Linked DNA regions of Mus musculus: all the other regions are linked to region 1. Evidence: chromatin contacts called from public Hi-C, HiChIP or PLAC-seq and promoter capture Hi-C data. All regions are on one chromosome and are shown on one strand. Each heading gives the region's core, a stretch centred on a gene start, on an enhancer-like site or on the middle of the called end of the contact. The rest is flanking DNA. Distances are from core to core; before and after follow the strand shown. Region 1 holds the start of Cox18 (cytochrome c oxidase assembly protein 18). Region 2 holds the start of Ccni (cyclin I). Region 3 holds the start of Nup54 (nucleoporin 54). Region 4 holds the start of Sdad1 (SDA1 domain containing 1). Region 5 holds the start of Naaa (N-acylethanolamine acid amidase).

What was found. A called contact is a pair of places that touch in the nucleus more often than the background predicts. HiChIP or PLAC-seq counts read pairs in DNA pulled down with a chosen protein or histone mark. Capture Hi-C pulls out chosen DNA fragments and counts their contacts.
Region 2: an H3K27ac HiChIP or PLAC-seq map of thymic regulatory T cells shows a contact between it and region 1, with 10 times the contacts expected there. The contact joins the promoter of Ccni here to the promoter of Cox18 in region 1. A contact is called at or near these places in 1 of 39 promoter capture datasets (pre-B cells), 1 of 484 Hi-C or Micro-C datasets (CD4 T cells), 2 of 115 datasets of contacts at active chromatin or transcription factors (astrocytes and thymic regulatory T cells) and 1 of 9 other capture datasets (adipose tissue).
Region 3: a Hi-C map of erythroblasts shows a contact between it and region 1, with 9 times the contacts expected there. The contact joins the promoter of Nup54 here to the promoter of Cox18 in region 1. A contact is called at or near these places in 4 of 39 promoter capture datasets (cranial neural crest, frontonasal cranial neural crest, hippocampal neurons and 1 more), 1 of 484 Hi-C or Micro-C datasets (erythroblasts) and 1 of 115 datasets of contacts at active chromatin or transcription factors (astrocytes).
Region 4: a Hi-C map of B cells shows a contact between it and region 1, with 5 read pairs. The contact joins the promoter of Sdad1 here to the promoter of Cox18 in region 1. A contact is called at or near these places in 2 of 39 promoter capture datasets (hippocampal neurons and liver), 1 of 484 Hi-C or Micro-C datasets (B cells) and 1 of 115 datasets of contacts at active chromatin or transcription factors (astrocytes).
Region 5: a contact with region 1 is called in a promoter capture Hi-C map of liver, with 4 times the contacts expected there. The contact joins the promoter of Naaa here to the promoter of Cox18 in region 1. A contact is called at or near these places in 5 of 39 promoter capture datasets (the 3T3-L1 cell line, the C10 cell line, hippocampal neurons and 2 more) and 2 of 9 other capture datasets (embryonic stem cells and liver).

The regions. Positions count from the first base shown.
Region 1 is chr5:90,222,283-90,225,401 of GRCm38.p6, forward strand. It overlaps Cox18 (cytochrome c oxidase assembly protein 18), which reads right to left and starts at 1,714. Exons shown (of 6, transcript NM_001033310.3): 1 at 1,334-1,714; 2 at 1-49. The coding sequence starts at 1,657.
Region 2 is chr5:93,204,782-93,207,900 of GRCm38.p6, forward strand. It overlaps Ccni (cyclin I), which reads right to left and starts at 1,714. Exons shown (of 7, transcript NM_017367.3): 1 at 1,133-1,714. 2010109A12Rik (RIKEN cDNA 2010109A12 gene) reads left to right here and starts at 1,737. Exons shown (of 3, transcript NM_029363.1): 1 at 1,737-1,942. The coding sequence starts at 1,899.
Region 3 is chr5:92,433,679-92,436,797 of GRCm38.p6, forward strand. It overlaps Nup54 (nucleoporin 54), which reads right to left and starts at 1,521. Exons shown (of 13, transcript NM_001359995.1): 1 at 1,326-1,521; 2 at 544-705. The coding sequence starts at 1,392. It overlaps Gm42114 (a long non-coding RNA gene), which reads left to right and starts at 933. Exons shown (of 2, transcript XR_880431.3): 1 at 933-1,304; 2 at 1,915-2,391.
Region 4 is chr5:92,308,542-92,311,660 of GRCm38.p6, forward strand. Sdad1 (SDA1 domain containing 1) reads right to left here and starts at 1,483. Exons shown (of 22, transcript NM_172713.2): 1 at 1,251-1,483. The coding sequence starts at 1,340.
Region 5 is chr5:92,276,554-92,279,672 of GRCm38.p6, forward strand. It overlaps Naaa (N-acylethanolamine acid amidase), which reads right to left and starts at 1,628. Exons shown (of 11, transcript NM_025972.4): 1 at 1,359-1,628; 2 at 366-530. The coding sequence starts at 1,579.

The sequences.
Region 1 (3,119 bases), core at 464-2,963:
GGTTAAGGCGCTTGGCGATGTCTTTTATTTCTGGTTGCAAGTTTTCCACCTAACTAAAGAAAAAAGTTGTTTGATGAGTTCATAAAGGATCTTTACTGATAACTACTGCATGGTTAGCTTCAGCTGTCAACTTGGCACATCCAGAAGAAAGGGCCTTCAACTAAGACATTTCACCCATCAGATTAGCCTATGGGGCATTTTTTAATCACTAATTGACATGGAAGAACACAGGACACTGTGTGCCACCAGCCCCAGGCATGTGAACGTGAGCTGTATAAAAAGCCAGTAAGCAGTGTTCCTCCAAGGACTCTGCTGCTGTCCCTGCTCTGTAATGCCTCCACAATAGACTATATAACCTACAAACCACATAATCCCTTTCCTCCCCCACTCAGCATTTGGTCAGGACAACCAAACTCACAGTTCTAGTCTCTGTTCCCTAGACCATATACAAATGTTGTTTACTGATCACACTTGTAATCGAAAACATTTAAGAAAACTCTATTAGATATTAGTTTGCTTAAAGTATCTTTGACCCCAGATTTAAATTCCTTGCCTGTACATCTATCTGCGTGATCTTGGCAACCATACTGAGTTAAACCAACTGCAACTTCTTGGTTATGGGTACCTGATGTTTTCTGTTTCTGGCTGTGCATAACCTGAAATCCTGATTCCCAGTATGTAGCATATCTAACAGCACCTCCTCCATAGGATTTCGAGTAAATGAAAACTGCATCCTGGTTCTTACTGTTCCATCCCTACATTTCCCAGGAGAGAGAAAACAGCATTCCAGTGTTAACACCTCACTGTGAATGCTTCCTGGCTCAATGCTGCTGCTCCCTTCCTGGCAATCCTCTGTGACTCAAATTAAAATCTTGACTTACCCCACCCCCACCCCCAGGCACAGCCATGGGGGAGGTAACGTTATACCAATTCCACTGAACAGAGTTCCTAAAAAGCCAACTCGAAGTTTCAATCCATCAGATACAGGGTAGTAGGTGGTAGGCCCAGAGGAAGAATTCATGTCTGGAAACTGCTAACTTAGTGATACCTTTCTAGTAATAAAGAGCAGTATCAATAGTGACAAATGATGCTGCAGACTCTTAAAATGTTTATGACCCTAATGTTTCAGGTTCCTCCGTGCCATTTCTTCTGAATATTGGTCTCAACCGAACATTTGGGAGGCACTTGTATTTCGAATAAATACTTGGTAGGTCGGGTGAACTGGAAGGTACTCGAGTCACCAACCATCATTTAACATGCAATGCTAACTAAATTATTTTAGCCTCCATGTTAACACTAGCAGGCAGGCAGCACGGGGACCGACGCCCCTCACCTTAGCCAGGATGTAGTGCTGATAGGCGGCCAGGGGCAGAGTGACAGCACCGCGCAGGGCAACGGTGCTGAGTATGATGTTGCTCCACCAGGGGAGGCCGGTAGCCTCCTGCGCGCCCAGCAGCACTTCCTCCGCGGTGCGCACCGGCGCCGACGCTGCCAGGGCCTCATACCAGCCACCTGGAGAGGCCGCAGACACCGAAGCGGCTGCCCATACCGGAAGGGCTGGGAGCCGCGCGCTGCTCCAGGCGGGCGGTGATCCCGGTGCCGGGAGCCGCAGGGTGGGCAGCGACCTGAGCCACCCGGCACACGACCGGCACAGCATGGTTACACGGAGCGGGCGGCCAACTAGAGCACTAGCACCAGGAGGTTGCGCGCATGCGCGAACCCGAGGCCACGCCTGACCTTCCCAGCCGAAAGCCCTGTCCAGTGTCGCGCTAGAGATGACGTAAGACTCCGCCTTTCCCACGCGGCAATGAGCCGCTTGAGGCTCTCTTAACTCCTTTCCTTGCTGGGGTGGAGTTCAGAGCGGGAACCGGAACTGCAGGGGTAGGCGGGGCGAGCAAACTGCCTTGCTGTTGAGTTTCAGTTTCCACTCAAGGAAATTGTGGCTTGAGTACTTTTTGTGACTCGGCTGTTTCCGCCCAAGGCGCGCAGCATCTATCTCCGTTTTCTCTACGCACTGCTGAAACACCTACTTTGGGAATAGTGTTTCTGGCTCGGTCAGTGTTAAGTCTGCGTCCTTTATCCCCCTAGGCAGCTCTACTTTATAATAAGACCTAAATGTCTTTATCTGTTCCGGTTAGCATTCTGTATTCCTTTATAAACAGAATGCAGAAATGCCGAGTGGTGGCGCACGCCTTTAATCCCAGCACTTGGGAGGCAGAGGCAGGCGAATTTCTGAGTTCGAGGCCAGCCTGGTCTACTGAGTGAGTTCCAGGACAGCCAGGGCTATAAAGAGAAACCCTGTCTCGAAAAACCAAAAAAAAAAAAAGAAAAGAAAAAAACGAAATAAATAAATAAGAAGAAGAATCACCATCATAATAAGGAGCAGGGAAAAATACTATTTTTCATTTTACAAAATGAATTCCATCAACAGCACAATTTTGCTTCAACGGTTAAATGGAATGCACAGGGCTTTTAACAACTGTGTGTTTTTCACATTCGTGTTCCTGTCAACAGAAAATAAATGGAACAACGAAGTGCCCACTCCTAGGGTAGGCCAAAGTGAATTGAGTTTTTAGAAACCTCTCCCATGTTTGGTAAAGCCAAACTGTGGACACTGTCCTCTACTTTATTGAACACCTACCAAAGCTGTCAGATAGCGTATTTTCTGAAACTTGGGTAACCTGCCTTTAGTTCCCATAGCATAATCCCTTTTAAAAACAGCTCACTTATCTCTTGCTAGTTTAAGAAACCACCGTATTTCCATAAAACTGTTAATATCCAGTAGGCCCTTCCAAGATGGCCTTAAGCCAGAGAAGTTACTTAAAAACAACTCCCCCAAGTCCCAACTTACCATACATGAGAACCTAGAATTAATTCTCAACACTGGGAAAGTAGGTAAATTTATTATGTGTAATAAATAAGCCTGTTATTTGTAGATCTATTGTTCACAAACCCTAAACCAAAAATTTCAAGCAGTTATTAAAATCTTTAACAATTTTTTTCTACAGCTACAGGTAACTGACAACCTCTTCTGATAAAACTGCACACCTGCATTCATGTCAAAGTAATGGAAATAAATTTAAAAACTAAACCCATATATTGTTATGTGAACTAAACTT
Region 2 (3,119 bases), core at 464-2,963, 3.0 Mb after region 1:
TAGACCTGCTTTCTCAACTAATCATGAGTATCTTTACCACTAACAGTTTCCAAACTTTAGCACTGTACCTCCCTGCCCCCCAAATCACAGCTTACCCTTGTCAGGTGCTTATCAATAGCCCTCAATGCTTTGCTACTACTTGGCTAGCTATTGTTCATATTACTCTAAGTAATCCTTGTTTAACCCTATGATGGTGGAATTACTAAATCCATTTAAAAGATGAACAAACACACAGGTAGGTTGAATACTCTTAATTTTTAAGAATTACTTGACCAGAATAAACAAATACTCTTGGCTTTTAACCTAACCCTTTTTTTAACCCCTTTTAAGACAGGGTACATACATATATGTATGTGTGTGTATGTCTCCATCCCTAGCTGTCCAGAAAGTTTCTAGGTTTACCAGGCTGCTGTTCAAACACTCAATGGCTCTTCACTGACAAAGTGAAACGTAAGTATTTTACTTTGCTATTCTAAGACCTTCAGTTGATCCATTTACCTCGTTGATCTATTTACCTCACACTTTCCACGAATTTACTACACAATGTTCAACTTCTGCCTAAATGACCTGCGGTGGAGCAGGCTAACTCTGCAGAGAGCATTTAGCTCTTGCAAAATTCGGCATTTTTCTGTCCTTTATGATGCAACTCAGTTCCCTCACCTCTCTAGTTTCCTCCACCGGCCCAAGCCCTAGACGACGTTACACTCCCGCGCGCGGTGTGTGGGTGGCGGGGGGGGGGGGGGGTAGGGCAGAGGAAGATAACTATTGGCTTGACATTCACAATACTCTGCCCGGTAAATTATGTTCGGTGGTCACGAGGGATCGGTGGCTTCTGTGGGTGGGGGTGTGTCACCTTCTTTATTAGCACTGGCTCGCGGAGCCTGGAACTGGCACCCCAGTCGGTGACGGGCTGTGGCTACAAGTTACTTGGGGACCAAAAAAAAAAAAAAAAAAGAAAAAAAGGCCGGGCTCAAAGGAAACCCACGCAGCGCTGCCAGAGACGGCGAGGGGGTCCCCGAGGTGCCCAGGAAAGGTTCGCCGAGGGGACCGGTCCTCGGGGGAGCGGCGCGCGCCCCCGCGAGCTCCCACTCCAGCGGCGCGCACGGCGACCGCGCCGCGCCCCCGCCCTCACCTTCTTCTTCTCCTCCTCTTCCTCCTCCTCCTCCTCCCCGGCAGAGCTGTAGGCCTCACAGTGGTGACGCGGGGTCATCCGGGGGCCCGTTACCACCTCATGATCCTCGGCGCGCGGCAGCGGGGCGCGCGGGACCAGGGCCGGGCCGTCTGAGGAGGGAGAAGAGGGCAAACCGGGCCGGCGGGCGCGGGTACTCGGGCGGGACGCACGGCTGCGGCCGAGGGGTCACTCAGCGAACTAGTTCCATGATGACCCTGGGCCCGAGGCCGCCGCCGCCGGTCCCGCTCCTCCGACCGCCGCCGCTGGTGCCCGGGTGAGGAGGGGGCGCCCTCTCGCCATAGGGCGGCGGGGGCCGGGGAGAGGCGCGGGGTGAGGCCGGCTCTGCCCCTGCCCGAGGGAAACGCCTCCGAGGGGAAATGGTGGAAGGGGGGAAGGGGAAAAAAGAAAAGAAAAGGAAGGGGAAAGGGGGAGAAAATAAGAAAAAGCGAGACAGAGGCGCTGGCGCGTCCGCTCGCGGGGGAAGGCTGGGGAGGGAGGAGCGTACGAAAAAGCGCCGGCCGCCTAGCCCCGCCCTCGCGGACTGATTTCGGCCGCGCGTGTCTGTAAACAACGCCAGTGTTCTCGTCTCTTCCTGGCCACCTCCGGTGTCCCACGGACGCATAGGAGAGTTTGAACAAAGACGAACTTCCGTGTCTTATGGACGCACAGGAGAGTTTGAACAAAGACGAGCTTCCGGAGACGACCTGGGGAAGGCGCTGGGACTGGGATGAAAAGGGAAAGTGCATTTTGTGTGCACAAAGAGAAGGAAAGGTGCGCGGACTCTTTTTCCTCGGGCGCGCGGAAGAACCCCCGCCGCCTGTTCGGTGACGTAAGAGGCTTGTTAGCCGAGGAGGCGTGCAGTGGCCGGAGAGTGTGCTGCGCATGCGCCTCTGGAAAGAAAGGAGCCTAGCCTCAGGGAAGGGTTTCTGGGTGAGCGCCTGCGCCCAACCTAGAGTCTCCCAGTGTTTCCCAGCCCAACTTGTCCTTAGCCCTCCTGAACGAATTTATTAGACGTGGATGGAGATCTTTTGTGTAAAGATCACATTCTTTGTTGACCTTACGCAAAATTATGTTGTCCCGTTCCTATTAGTGAGTAAGGACATGCATCTTTTTAACCATCCTGTGGGTGATGGGAGACTGAAGCACTTTAGAATTAAGAAAATTAAGGGGATCATATCCTGCGTGCTTAAGGCTACTTGTAAAAACAGTGGATTAGACTACTGACGGCTTGGCTGTGCGCCAATGGAATTCTAGTCATGAGCCAGTATGTCTAGTATTTCAGGGTCCTGTTTATCACTAACTAGGTCCTTAACGAATGTGAACTAAATGTGTTTTATTTACTTGAGTACTTTTTACTCCAGTTGGTAAATTTTGCAAATCTTACAATGGTTCTACTTATGAAAAGAATGCAGATAGCTTTGGGAAGAAGGGGAGACCTGGAACTTAACCATTTACCTAGTCAAGCATTCATTTTACATCACTGGAAAAAAACAAAAACAAAAACAAAAAAAAAACCCGATCAGGTTTTTACAGAACTGGAATTAGCTTGAAAACAAAAGGCTCCTGTCTTCAAGGAGTTTGCAACTCAGGCACAGAGATACCCATTGATCACTGTATGAAATTACCCAAAAGACTGTTTTACTCTATAGCCATCCCCTCCCCATATGAACTCATGGATGGCCTGGATCTTGTATAGTTTGTTTTATACTGCATTTCTGTATGTGAAAGGCTCTCAGTATTTGATTTCTGACCTCATAAACAAGTGTCAGTAGCAGAAGGATTAAGATGGAAAATTTCAGACCAGTGTGGAAACGCCTTTAACCTGCTCTGGGCTCTCAGTAAAGGTTTCTCTGAGGAAGTGACATTTAAGATGAGTCTTGAAACCACTGGGCAAAGAAAAATATAGGCACAGGAAGCAACATATGGAAAGCACTGAAGCTTACATTGC
Region 3 (3,119 bases), core at 271-2,770, 2.2 Mb after region 1:
AAATTTCCCAAAAACCCAGCAAAGAATCCGGGATTCTTTCTACAATTATATATAGAAATACATCCTAATATATTGAGTTAATGCTAGAAAAACATCGTTACAGTTTGAAAAACAAGACAGGTCGCTGCTGTTCGTATAAGACTTGTTTCTCTTGGAAACACAAGGACAATAAGATGAAATCCCAATGAAATATGTATTAAAAAATGAAAAATGACTGCAGGAGTCCAAGAATCCCAGGGAAACGCTTACCTTCTGCTAAAGCTAATGTTTTAAAAAATATTCGGTTCCCAACTTATCATTTGGAAGCTGTGCTCTGTATCATTAAATGAAAATCCAACCAAGGTGCATTCTAATTCTTTAAGGCTTTCCAAAACCCACATCTTTTAAAGCAGCCAAAACTTTAAATATATTTGATTTGATCTTAGGAAATAAACCCCTTTCTTTATTAGACAAGTGCCATTTCTTCCCCCAAACTCTAGGGACATCGGAACATTCTTGGACTCCAGCCCCCATACTCGTTACACACATGACCCCAGTATCTACCTGCACTCGCCAGACTGTTACCAAAATTGAACGGAGTCGCCGAGGTAGTAGAAACACCGAAATTCCCAATATTAAAGTTCACTGCAGGGTTAGCGGTTAATCCGAAACCCCCAAAATTAAACCCACCGGCGGTGGAGTTGGCAGTCTCAAGCCCACCAAATCCTGATAGTCGTGGAGGCAAGAGAAACAAAAATTTGAAAAGGTGAGAGGAGGGAAAGAGAAAAGGAGAAGAAAGAAAGGTAAGAATTACAAGAATCAGCAAGAGGTTTCACAGCGTGAACAAACCTGACCTGCACCGGATCAGGGGAAGAAAGCCAAGGTGCGGACAGACAGAAGGAGCGAAGGGCAGCACGGGCGGGGGCCGAGCATCCCCCCCCCCCGGGCTGGGGAGGGGACAGAGGGAGCTGCGGGCAGCCTGGCTCCAACTTTACCCGTCTGGACCTTGAGGCTGAGACGGACGAGGGGACGCGGGGTCCCGGGAAATGAGAGGGGCGTAGCCTCCGGCCTCTCCTGGGCGGACACCCCAATGGCGGGAAGCACCGCGGCGGCCGAGCCACGCGGGTTGAGCGTGCTGTGCGAGCCCCAGGCTGAGCCTGAGCAGCCCGCGGCCCTCCCACCGCCACCGCCGCCGCCACCACCGCCACCGCCCTCTCCAAATGACTCCAAGGTGTCCCGAGTGCCAGGGCAACCCCGGGACCCCCCAGCCGGACCGATCGGATCGAGGGGGCGGGCCCGAGGCTTTGGTTCCTTGGAGGAAGAAGGTAGGCCCAGGGCTGACTCACCCGCCGGTGCCGCGGTGGCTGTAGAGGTGCCCGAAGTGCCCGAAGGAGCCCCAAAATTGAAAGCCATGTCGCGGGAGCAGCACTTAGATGGCCCCGGGCTCGCGCGGCGCGACGCCCAGTGCCCTCCGCTCTTCTGTCCGGCTGGGAACCGTCAGGCGGTCCGTACCATTAGTTCCGCCTCCTTCCCGGTCTAAGCGGAGCAGGCAGGAACCAAGCAAGGATGGAGTGGGTGGGATGATCGAACGGGAACGCCTACCACCGATCACTTCCGGGGGTGTGTTTGTGGCTTTCACGTGGTGTGGGGCGTCACCACAAAGGGGAAGTGATGAGAAGTTGGACATGGGGTGTTGTATGGTGGCTCTCTGAAGCCACTTTAGAGAAGTGACAGTGTGCAGGGACCGCGTGAAAGTACTGCCCTTACCTCTGAGGAGCGGTCCTTCCCGGAGGAAAGGAGGTTTGAGTAGATAAAGCAGTTGAGAAAGAGGCATTCGAGAGTGATGGAAAGATGATGGCGATGGTGGTAACACGTGTGTTAGCTATGTGGAATGCACGCTAGTAATTGTTTTTGCATATTTTTTTAAACCCCCAGCTGCGTTTCAGACAGTTTACTACTATTGTCATTGACCAAGAAGAAGGGCTGACCTCGATGAAGCAAATGGGCCCACTAACTGGTAAAATCTGTGCCCTGCATCGCACTTCTGGGGAACATTTAATCCTCAACTACACAGAGAAGATTTCTGTCGTTGACTAATTGGCACAGACGAGACAGGAGGACTGAGGATTAGAGTTGCAAAGCAGCATCCCCAAAGTCACTTCGCTGGTTTTTCTCTACTTAGCCCCGATTCTTTTCTCCTTTTAAAAATATTTATTGTACATGGCACTGTGTTACATTAGGACATCTTGATACAAGTTTATGTTGTATTTTGAATATATATTCCTACTCCTAAATTTTCTGTCTTCTCCCTGTCTCTCCCATTAGTTCCCTAGTAATTTTACTTCATTTTCCATGTCATATGATTTATGTGTTTAATTAAACCTAGGAATCATAAATGAATTTTTTTCCTTCTGTGACTGGCTTAATTCACTTAATAATGTTTATCTCCAGTGATATTCAGTTTTGTGCAAATGACAACATAACTTCCTTCTTAGGGCTGAAAACTCTTTTGAGTATATACCATCCTCTGTTTCTGATCCATCCCTCTGTTGTTAGGCAACTAGGTTTGTTAACAATTGTGACTAATGCTTCAGTAGAGATTGATATACATCTATGTGATAGACTAACTTGGAGTCCTTATAGACATAGCTGGGTCATGTGGTAGATCTAATTTTAGTTTTCTCAGGAACCTCTTTGCCCCATTTTGTGTGTGTGTGAGAGAGAGAGAGAGAGCACATGCATGTGTGGGAAGAGTGTATACACACATATGTGCACACGTGCCTGAAGGCCAGAGATTGACATGGGTGTCTTCCTAATTTACTCTTAATTTCTAATACAAGGTCTCTCAATAAATCTAGATCTCATCGCTTATTTGGCAAGACTGTCCAGCCAGCAAGCCCCAGGGGACTCCTGATTCTGCCTGCCCAGTGTTATGGTTATACATGAATGCCACTGTGCTCAGCGTTTGTTTAATTTTAAATATGGGTGATGAAGATTAAACTCATATCCTCAAACATTAACAGCAAGCACTGTACTGACTGAGCAGTCTCTCTGGCCCCACCTTTTAAAAAAATTACCATTACATTCTGTTTCCCTGCCGGGCGTGGTGGCACACGCTTTTAATCCCAGCACTCGGGAGG
Region 4 (3,119 bases), core at 233-2,732, 2.1 Mb after region 1:
AAAACTGGCCTTCTACGGCCTGGTTTATAATAAAAGGACTCTGATCAAACACCATAGACACACTTGCACATTTGTGTTTACTGGTGCACGAACCACGGCAGCAAGAAGCAGAGCCAGCCTTTAAGTCCATCAACAGAATGTGTAGTGAAAATGTGGTACATGCATTTAGTTTTTTCCAATCAAGAGCTGAAACCATGACAACAGGAGGAAAGATGTTAAGAAATTAAACCAGACTCAGAGAGGTAGCCTGTTTCCTCTCAGAAGCAAAAGTCAGATTTCAATTTAGTTTGTGACACAAGTTAGAAAGGGGAACCCAGTAAGAGCTTATGTTTAATGTGTATTGAGAGCTTGCCTACTTGTATGTGCGTGTATACATATGCCTAGTATCCAGAGGCCAGAAGTCGGGTGTCGCATCCCCTAACACTAGAGCAACAGATGGTTATGAGCTATCATGTAAGTGCTGGGCCTTGAACCCAGGTCCTCTGGAAGAACAGCCAGTGCTCTTAACCATTGAGTCAACTCCCCAGCTCTGGAAGAAGAGACCTTAAAGGGATGCAGGGAACTGAAATAAATGTGATGTGTATACAGAAGTGAAGTGGGGGCTGTCTGAGGAGAGAAGGGGACCAGTAAGGGGGGGGGGGAGACAGGGAGGATTGGGAAGGGCGGTGTGTAAGAAGACAAATAATAAAGGCAAAGGCGCGTCTTAATCTATCTACCAGGTTAAGAGTACAAAGTCACGGCCTTCATTTCGTGGTTCTTATGAATTCACACACTTGGAGTATGCCATGCCCCTCACAAACTGGACCTAACAGAGTTTTAGACCGCACATTTCCCTCAAAGCATTTTTTTCAAATCTAGCTCAGGGTGACTCCCAGGGAGTTTGAACTGTGGCTTAACTACATCTTCTACACTCTTGACTGTGGGGTGGCCCTGCCATCTGAGAACTCCTTGCTCTTCTTGGCAGAGCTTGGGGCACTCGGGAGAGGCCGTCTGTGGAAAGCATGTTTAACACACGACTCATCGTATGCTAGGGGCTAACTCGAGTTTTTGCTCTGAGGCGGCCAACGGACGTTACCGGCCCACGTCGGCGAGGCGGGCGGATAAACCCGGAGGCAGCAGGTTTTAGGGTGTGTTTCAGTGTTGGTGGGGTCTGCATGTCCCGTCCCCCGTATCTCCATCCCCCGTCCGTTTCCTCCCCAGGCCCCCGGAAGCACACCGGAGCATCCCGGGGAGCCGGATCCCGGTCCCACCTCCTCCACGTAGGCCGGCGGGTCCCGCTTGATCAGGTTCTGTAACTGCGGCAGGTTGCTGGGCAGCTTGTTGTTGTTCCTGCCGGACATGGTGGCTGTGGGTGGGCTCCCTGGCGAGCAGTGCTTGGAAAACGTCCGCCTCTGTCAGTCGCAGCCCGGGCCCCGCGGCAGCTTAGACTCGTGGGTCCCAGTGTAACCGGAAACGGCACGTGGGACACGCCGCTTGCCCGACCGAGCTACGGAACGCTCAGAGGATCAAACTTCACCACCCTGCTGCAACTCTTTGTAGGCGTCTGCACGCTATCGGTCCCTGCCGGTGGACAACCGCTACTGGTTGTCACCAAACTCTGGAGCAGGTTTCCTTATCTCAACATTCTTTTCCACTGAAAACAATTTTTATACAATATATTTGATCATGTTCTTTTTCCTCCGCCAATTCCTCCCAGTTCTCCCCATCTAGCTCAGCATTCTTATGGTGGCCCAAATAAATGAGGATTAATATGGGACTCAGGTATGACAGCATACAACTGTAATCCCTGTACTCAGGAAGCTGAGGCAGGAGCATTATATTTGTTTGGGGCAAGCCCGAGGCTTACTCTGTCTCAAGAAAAACGACAGAAATTAAGCAGGGGCCTGGGGACTGGTTCAGGTGTCCTATCTCATAGGAGACCCTAGGTTTCTTCTCCAGCTCTCCATAAACTGCGTGTGTTGGCTCATGCCTGCAACCCGCATACTCAGAGAAGAGGCGGCGGGAGGGTTGAGACTCCAAGGTCATCCTCAGTTACATAGGAATTTGAGAGAAACCTGAGATACATGAGATCCTGTATTATAAAATGAGGATTAGGGGCTGGAGATGGTTTAGCAGCTAAGATCTGGTACTGCTGTAGGGACTCAGGCTCAGTTTGCAACACACGGTGGCTCTCAACCATCTATAGTTAACTCCAGCTCCTGAGAAATGTGTGCCCTCAGCAGGTGCCTGTGCTCACAGCACACATACCCACACAGAGTTGCACACACATCACTAAAACAAAAACCTTGTCAGAAATGAGAATCATTTTCTTTTAGGCTGTACTAAAGGTAGAAGAAAAAAATCCATGAGGAGTATGCTTAGAGAATATGTTTTAGAGAATGGCAAAGAGCAGGGGTGGAGGTTAGATTGTTTTTTTGTTGGTGTTGGTTTGTTTGTTTGGTTTTGTTTTTTGAGACAGGTTTCTCTGTGTAGCCTTGGCGGTCCTGGAACTCACTCTGTAGACCAGGCTGGCCTTGAACTCAGAGATCCATCTGACTCTGCCTCAGGAGTGTTGGGTCTTAAAGGTGTGTGCCACCACCGCACCCAGGCAACTCTCTTAATTCTAACCACAGAGGGGAAAACAGCTGTTGGATGGTAACTAGGTTTTTGTTTTGTTTTGTTTTTGTTTTGTTTTGTTTTTTTCGAGACAGGGTTTCTCTATGTAGCCCTGGCTGTCCTGGAACTCACTCTGTAGACCAGGCTGACTTTGAACTCAGAAATCTGCCTGCCTCTGCCTCCCTACTGCCGGGATTAAAGGTATGCGCCACCACTGCCCGGTAGATGGTAACTAGTCTTACACTAATAGATGAATCAAGGTGTTATTATTCTGTGTAACCTAAGCAGTTTCCTAGATCAACTTCATCCAAGGTTACCTGACACCATGTTAGAGCCCAAATCAAAAGAAATTTATAATCATATCTGGATAAGTCCTGAGGACAGTTAGATCAAGAGTGCTCGTGAGGGCGTTAGTGTTCTATGAGGGGATTTTTCCTTCCAGAGGCCGTCAATGTTTGTGGAATGTAGATGGCTAACTTCTAAAGTTTTTCCCAATTCTTTAATCATAAGATTAAAGCAACATT
Region 5 (3,119 bases), core at 378-2,877, 2.1 Mb after region 1:
CAGGCCTCGTTTCCTAATAACAAGCACTTGAGAAAGTTTCTTTATATCATTAGTAACAGTGCAAACTGGCTGGCCAGACCTTCGACAGTTCCTAGGCCTTAACAGTTTGGAAAGTAGGATGCCATCTAGATCCCTGACAAGATAAAAGTAAGCTTTGGGTAGAGCGGCTGCTTCCCTCTGGAAGTCCACCAGACACATGCTGCTCTGATTTCCCTGGGGAGTCAGAAACCTAAGGTGACATGTAAACTTCAGTCATTATCTCATCTTCACCAAGCGAACATATCTCCTCCATTCATTATGGGTGACAGGAGTCCCCAGTAGGTGGCAATTAGTTGACTTTAATCCACCTAGCACGGGGCACTTACGCGGAAGCCTCGTAGGCCAGGTTGACCAAGATACCGTCAGCCAGGCTGAGGTTGAGCGAGTCACAGATGCTGCGGATCTCGTCGGTGAAGGGCTGAGGCAGGAAGCTCTCCACCTTCGACACAATTTCTCCGACCATCCCGAGTACCCACTGGGGAACCCTGTCGCTAGAAATGAAAAAGTACGAAGTTTGTTTCTCGTCTCAGAGCATGGACAGTGCACGTATGCGTGGACGAGGCGGGAGGAATGTTGGGAATCTAGATTACTTTCAGAGCTGCTCCATTCCCAGCGTTCAAACCAGCGGGAATAAAGTGGGCATGATAGTGCAGGGCTGTAATCCCAGCTACTCAGGAGGCTGAGGCAGGAGGATTGTAAGGGCAGTTTATGTTTCACAGCGAGAATCTCTTTCTTTTTTTCTCACATCATAACATTTATATTCATTATTTGGGAATTTCATACAATGCAACCCGATCACACGTTCCTCTCGAGTCCACCCTCCCACCTTTGCCTTACCCCTCAAACAAACAAACAAACAAAACAACAACAAAAACAAACCACCAAATCCAATTTATGTTGTCCATATACTCATATATGTATAGTCAAACTCCCAGCGAGACTTTCGAAATGAAAAGTATAAGGGCTGAGATACACCCAATGGTAGTGCAATCACCACTACCTCCAGTGCCAACCTCCATGTAAGGCCAGCCAGGCTGGTCCACGATGCGGAGTTTCCTGGGCTGCATGCCCTACGCTGCAGCTTAGCATACTGGGTGACACCTTGCGCGTTACCCTGACCCGGAAAATGTGTGGTAAACGCGCGCGCCGCAGGAGGCTCCGAATTTGAGAGCCGAACTGGCCTTGCTGGGTCAGCCACCCGCTGGGCGCTGCGCAGAGCAGTGGGGAGGGCAGCGGTGCAGCGGTGAGAGGGTAGAGGTGCAGCAACGAGGGAAGAGCAGAGCCTGACTACAAGTTCACCAGACCAGTCCCGCGCTCACCCAATGACCTGCGCCACCGCGGTGCGCAAGAAGTCTGGGTCGTAGTGCCGCAGCATCGGCAGCCAGCGCTGCTCCGGGGCCGCGTCCAGACTGACGTTGAAGAGAGGCGGAGTCCCGGGGACGACAGCCGACAGCCAGGGACCGGACAGCGACAGTAGCAGCAACAGAGCCAGGGCCAGGTGTGCCCCATGGCACGCGGCCCTGGTGGCTAGGGTCCCCATAGCTCCGGCTTCTGAGGCCACCACCGGACCAATGAATCTTTGCTGTCCTGGGGAGGCGGAGTGGGAGGCCTGGGGCGGTGCTGGCACTGAAGGCGGGGCCTGCGCTCCACCCGGTCAGGAACCCAAGCACTGACACCGCCTCCTGCCCCAGCGGGATTAAGCCTGCTTCTCACTCACAGCTAGAGGCAGTATCACATCTCTGTGTAAAAGGCCGGGAGTGGTTGTACTTAATAACCTGGTGATTTGTGCTATACGTAGGGCCAGACCTCACCCGAACCCCCTAGACTATACTTCTATCCTAGACTTCCCAGACTCGTAAGCATTGTTTCTCAGTCAATAGAACCTATCCTTACGGAAGATGTCACATGCACTTTGTAGTTTGATGACTCTATGAAATATGTATGCCCAAGACCACACCCGATCCTGCCCAAGGTCCTTAAGATGCCGTAAGCTTTACTGTGCACATGAGATTGAGATAATTGTTACCAGGAAACGTCTTTTCCCTAAAATTGCGCTGTACTTAAACACCTAAAGTTCAGACTCTGTTTCAACCAGCGCCGGTGTACTGGATGGTTCTGTGTCAACACAAGCTAGAGCCGTCAGAGAGGCGCCTCGGTTGAGGACAATGCTTCCATGAGATCCAGCTGTAAGACATTTTCTCAATAAGCGATCGATGGGAGTGGGCCCATCCCTTTGTGGGTGGCGCCATCCCTGGCCTGATGATCCTGGGTTCTATAAGAAAGCAAGCCGAACAAGCCATGAGGATGGAGCTAGTGAGCAGGCCGAAGGACCCCAGGGCTAGTCCACCCCAGTGGCCTCTTGCTGGGATGGAGCTAAACTGCACATTCAGCTCACCCAAGTCAAGTGAGCAGCATGTTCAGTGAGAGAGCAACGCTGCCTCAGGAAAAAATCCCTGCCTGCAGTGGAAAGTAACAAAGACCCCCATGTCAGCCTCTAGCCTCCATGTGCACACACACACACGTGCACCGCCACACAACACACACACAAACATGCTAATGCTGAGTTACAGTCAGCAAAAGCACAAACTGATACTCTATGCCAAATTTTAAGATACTAAATAATACTGTGCTGAAGACACACACAGGAGCGTGCGCGCGCGCACACACACACACACACACACACACACACACACACACACACACATCTGAGATTAGCAGCACTTGAGGGAGGGGTCATGGTGAGTGCTTCAGTTCCACTTTTTGGTTCTCTTCTTATACTGAACTTCCTCTCTGTAGGCAGAACATAGCCCAGACTGACCCCACCCTCCTGCTCCTCCCGCTTGAGCCCTGGGTACTGGGATTACAGGCGTGAGCCAGAAAGCCAGCCTCTCATGCTTTCACTTATAAAACAAAAGCAACAAAAAAGCCAGGATATTAACATTGGATTGGTAAATGTTTCCTTGTGCTCTATATATTTGTATGTTAAAAAGTCGTGATTATAAAGTGTTTTTATTGGGCTGGAGAGATGGCTCAGTGGCTAAGAGCACTGACTGCTCTTCCAGAGGTCCTGAGTTCAAATC